Linked DNA regions of Gasterosteus aculeatus: region 1 is linked to region 2. A link is a contact called in public Hi-C data. All regions are on one chromosome and are shown on one strand. The core of a region is the stretch at or near the end of the contact, and the rest is flanking DNA. Distances in the headings are between cores, read along the strand shown. Region 1 holds the start of ifrd1 (interferon-related developmental regulator 1). Region 2 overlaps dock4b (dedicator of cytokinesis 4b).

Region 1 (2,700 bases), core at 38-2,537, 67 kb before region 2:
GATTGCATTAGTTGTTAGACACCATGCACAGAAAAACAAGCCTGTGGGAGGTATTGCTTCCACAGTCACAGATTCAGCAGGCGTCCGTCTCTTCTGAATGACCCGAATTAACCTCTGGAAGACATGCTGGTAAAGCGCATCACTGCAAGAACAGCTCTTAAAAGAAGTCCCATCCATGAAAAAAAAAAAGAGCACTGTAGTACCTCCGATCACGATGGAGGCACTAGGAAGGAATCCTGGGCTGTTTCTAAAGGGCCATTTTAGCCCCCTAATGGAGGCTATTTCTGTTGTTCACGTGGACTCTCTACACACCACAGCTGATTTCTGGGAACCGGGCGCTGCCTCTTTACCAATCTGCTCCCCTGAGGCCAAAATGTCCGCCTTGTGTCGCTAAACAGTAATAACAAATTAGGCAAAGGGTTATCTGCCGTCTGTGCTAGTTAAACGTCACAAATTCAGCCAAAGATTAATTGAGGTTAATCTTCAGACGAGACGACCTTACTTAAGCTAACTTAACATAATACATGCCTTGGAGACTTAACGTTACAGGGAGTTATTCGTTTGTCTATGAGGCAACAATCACATCCGAAAAAAAGCAAGTTGTCAAAAGGAGCACGTGTGTTATTTAAAAATGTTCCTTCCAAATAAAGCAGCTAACGTTAGATGGAAGTGGACATTAGCTTGCGCTAGCAGACATTAGCTTGTAGCATATGCCGATAATGAAGGGCTCATGTGAAGTGAGGTTATACCACTTTATTATCATTAAACCAGTGTGTCATTAAATATAAGTAATACAGTCGTATGATGGCACCTTCTTTTTGTAAAAAGCGATGCATTGTCTGACCACGGATAGCTAGCTTTGCATTGTGACGTAAGCGAGCCTCGGATATCTGTAGTCCTGACTATGAACACGTTCACCTCCACTCAACGAAGTGAAAACACGAAGAGAACTACAACTACCTTGAGCCAACACGCAGGGCCAATGCAATGCGGCCGCTCGCTTACTTACCCCGGCCATTCTTCTTCTTGGTTCTCGGCATTTTCATGCAGATAAATGTTAAGTTTGATCAATAATCAGCCAATACACGACCAGCTTTTACTATGTTGTCTCGTAAAATGTAAATATTCCCGTGGCACGGCGGATAGAAAGGAATTAAAGGCGATCTCGGAGATAAACTGCTGGCTGAGACGATACATTTTCCCTCATAAAACAGGGCTGAGTACGAAGAGGGCGGCTCCAAGTATTTATATCGGCTGACATGTCACGAGGAGGTTTCCGGCATCTCTGACCAATCCGGGAATAGAATTGTTGCACGTGATGCGTGTAACAGAAACGTGGACACAATGCGCATTTGGTTATCTTAGTGAAGTGTGGATCTGATTACGGTTTTAGTCGTAGCATGAAGCTGTCTAAATTAGATTTTTTGGGGACATGCACTGGGGATCCGGTTGGTTGGTGACTATAAATTGGCCGTAGGTGTGTGAATGTGACTGTGAATGGTTGTATGTGTGGCGACCAATCCAAGGTGTCCCGAAGTTGGCAGGGATAGACTCCTGCCCACCCACCTGTGTGAAGGATAAGTGGTTGCAGATGGTTGGATGGATGGATGGATCATATATTACAATGTGGTGGTGGTCGGGATGTGCAGCCTCTCGAACTGATGTTACAATAGCTTTTGTGCTATAATTGCAGGCTGTAATCAATGGTAAAAAGTAACAGTAACTTTCTTTTTTGATACATTTCCGAGGCCAACTTCTGAGGCCTACTCCATTACTATGTAAGCTATCTCAGTTACAATACTCAGATACAGTACATTGTTGTTCAGAAAATACAACAAAGTTGTTCAGTTGCTTCAGTAAATATTATATAATAGTAACAAAAAAATAGTATATATAATAATATATATATATATATATATTATAAATAAGTTTGTTTGCAACAGATTATTCTTTTTTCCTGCTAGTCATTGCACTGATGAACACTTAAGTCAACACTAAGGCCGAAATATCCACTGCTGCCGATGATTAGATGATAGATTATCATTTAAGCATTGTAAAGACATCTTTATTAATAATACATAACAGAGCGAATGTCTATTCAATAAGAATTTATTTCTTTGCACTATTTCTATTGCACAACTTACAACTTGTATATTTTATGTTGATCAATGGGGCTTTTTATAATATTCAAGCATACAGCAACATTTTTTAAAGATCTTTTGTATATGAAAGCCAGTCTATTACCTTTATTTGTCAGGCTTTGCTTGGACATAATTACATGTTGGGATCTCTAATACAATCTATGAAATATGCATGGAGTAGATTGCAGCAGGGCTCTCTGCTGCGACTCATAGCCTTGTGTGATACTTTTCCTCTACTATGAAGGTGATTCAATCATCTACTTCTGTAATGCAATCGTCACAGTGATGATTGGGGCCTATGATGCAGTTGGTGCCGTTGTGTGCATCTACAACGGATGCTGTGATTAGAGGACTGACGCAATCATTAGTCTTCTGCTACAGAAATAAATTGCATTATAGACTTTTATATTAGAGTTAATATAAGCTCCTGTGATGACAGTCATTTGAGAAACAATGCACTGTATGTGTTTGTTTGCTTTGCATAATATGTACAGTCTTTTATGTTGCATAAGGTAGACAACACAAGAGGAATACATGAGAAAATAACATCAACTGACAT
Region 2 (2,700 bases), core at 79-2,578:
GTTCATAATGCAATGCAAATTGTGCCCACAACTTACAGAAAGCTTCTTAAAAACTCTCAACAGAGAGGCCCTCACAGACTAACTTGTTTGCTCGTTCGTTGTGTACTGACAGTGTGTTCCGTGCACCCTAAAGTCCCAGGTGTAATGTTTACGTCGAGTAGAACGCGTGCACCGAAGGCTCAACTTGTTCACTTCCATTGCATAACCTGAAAAAAACTGGTTTCATAACACCGCTCCGTGTTTCTTCTATTTCCTTGCCAGTCTGTGCTTGTGTATCTTGGACTCAAGGCCGTGTCCATGTGTTGTTGTTTGACAGCTAAAGACAAGGGAGAGAAGAAACTGTTCGGCTACTCCTTTGTTCCTCTGATGCAGGAGGACGGCAGGACTCTGCCAGATGGCACCCATGAGCTCATTATCCACAAGGTAAAACCAAATCAACACCACAAAAAGATTTCGACCGAACAACGTGGAAATTGATTTTACTGTGTGCTTTCCAGGATGTGTTTTTTTTGTATTCAACACAGACATTGTGCTACAGAAGTATTCACATCGGTGTGTAACCATCCAAATGATTTGAGTCATATTTAAAGGAATATGAAAGAAAGCAAGGTTATGGTCATTCTCTCTGCTCGTAAATTGCAGCTTTAACCACACTGGTGTCGCCTAGGTCATTCAGAATGGCGCCGCGTGCCGTATATGATTATGTGAATCATGGGTTCTGTCATCACACTGTTTAGTACCTGGATGGGCTGAACAACAGCTTGCATAACTCCCATCACATGCCGAGTGGCCCATGAGTCATGTCCACTTGCATAACATTTTTCAAGCTGTGGGGGGGTTGATTGGAAGCGATAATGTACGTGTCAAGGATAGTTGAGCGGGTACACGTTTCATGTGAGTAACTATCTCTTTATTTAACAAGACCTAACCTTTTTCTAGACATCAAGACGCTCCATCTTGTCTTTTTCCGCACGTTTTTGGTTTTGAGACATCAAGCGGCTGAAGCAAATGAAATGGCCAGCATCCCCGGTTAAAAGCTACTGCAAGACCGTCTTGGCTGTAATTCAGAATAATTGCAGACTGCATGGTTTTCCTCAGCTGCAGGCGAAGGGTGTGTGCATAAACCTCAGGCTTCGCGCAGGACAGAAAAAAGCATCGAGCGCATTCATACATTTTATTGGCAGTGAGGCAGAACAGTGACCAAGAGCCTGATTATTTATACTGCTGCTGGCTCTAAAAAAAACAAAAACTCCTCCTTCCTGTTGTCGTCTTGTCCTGTCAGTATCAGTCCCAGCAAAAGCCTCTAACCTGAGGCGGCCAGTTTTAGAGGACAACTCTAGTGGTCCTGTTCGTTCCCACTGTTCAGAGGGAGTAGAAGGAGGGAGGGAGGGAGGGGGGGGTTGTTCTGATGCCAGATGGAAGTTGCTGAAAAGCTCAATGAAACTGGCATGGCCCAGTTTCTCCCCGGACCCAAAATAGACACAGAAGAATCGGTCCAAACTTGTGTGGTAGCCTTTGGAGCTCAAACGGCCTCAGCTGTGGGCATTAAAAATAACAAAACCAAAATAACGGTGGTGCTCTGTGATTGATCATGTGCAATAACTTGGATGTCTACTCTCACAAAATCCAAATGCGTGGACGTATTGTTACTAAAACAGTGAACGCATTGCCCTTAACGTCCGGTATGCCCTTCATCCGTTCCCGAGTTGACAGAAAGCTGGACTCTTCCTCCTTTCTCTGTTGCCAGTGCGAGGAGAATACCAGCTTGGCAGAGTGTCCGCGCTACTTGAAGCTGCCGTTCTCCAAGGCCAACCTCCCGTCCAACAACCAAACTCTGAAAGGCGCCAAGGAGTCCTTCTGGATCACCAGCTTTCTCTGCTCCACCAAGCTCACACAGAACGGTAAACATTTTTCTTTAGGGGGGTCGGGGTGGGGGGGGGCAACTGACCTGCTGGCTGTGACGCTGGTATGCTCTCGTCAGTTCCATGGCAACTATGTGAATGTGTGGGGGAAAAAAAATGTGAATATGCAAGGAGGGGCGGTGAGGAGTGGCCCGCTGTTCACACTACTCACTAATGAACAAATAAATCTCTCCTTTCAAAGTGGGAATTGTCTTTTTTCAGTCGAAGGAGCTTCTCACCGATAGTGTCTGCCCTCGTTTGTAGTGCAGCAAACAATAGGCCAACAATATCTAAGGTGTGCAGCAGGGGCGACATTCCATAAATGATAAGTCATCTTACACCCCCATTAAGTAGAGAGTAGAATATATGAAGAGAAAAGCTTCAGGCACTATTTGCTTGCAACAAGCTGTTAATTTCCTGCATGCATTTCATTTTATTTGTGAACTAATTTCAGAAGTATTGCAGAGTGTTTGATTACAAAATACACTCCTAAACGTGCCCAAGTTTCAAAAAGAAACACTTGAACGGGATCTGAGGAGACCGCTGAAAGAATTTCTTCTCGAGGCGTATGTTTTATTCATGTCTGGGGACTCCGGCTCACGAAAATGACTTTTTATCTCCTTAATCCTGCCGCACTTGAAAATGTCATCATTTGTTTGGATCCTGTGGAGGTTTCGTGCTGTAATTGAAGGGTGTGGTGAAGCTTTGTGATCACGTCGCTCTCATGATGCGCTTCTTCACAAGCAAACACGAGGCGTGTCTCGACCTCGTGTGCTCCTCACTGCCGCTGTTTTCATGC

What was found. Hi-C and Micro-C count contacts between places; a contact is called where the count stands out from the background.
Region 1: a contact with region 2 is called in a Hi-C map of skeletal muscle, with 4 times the contacts expected there. The contact joins the promoter of ifrd1 here to the enhancer-like site in region 2. A contact is called at or near these places in 5 of 6 Hi-C or Micro-C datasets (liver, skeletal muscle, tail fin and 1 more).

What each region holds. Positions count from the first base shown.
Region 1 is chr4:28,293,948-28,296,647 of fGasAcu3.hap1.1, reverse strand. It overlaps ifrd1 (interferon-related developmental regulator 1), which reads right to left and starts at 1,287. Exons shown (of 12, transcript XM_040174694.2): 1 at 1,010-1,287. The coding sequence starts at 1,046.
Region 2 is chr4:28,226,654-28,229,353 of fGasAcu3.hap1.1, reverse strand. dock4b (dedicator of cytokinesis 4b) reads left to right here. Exons shown (of 51, transcript XM_078101779.1): 16 at 317-423; 17 at 1,748-1,901. Among protein-coding and RNA genes, the nearest start is that of dock4b, 48 kb to the left of the region's middle. Within about 2 kb of position 1,328, at least 1 of the 9 cell types and tissues checked has open chromatin away from gene starts, as enhancers often do.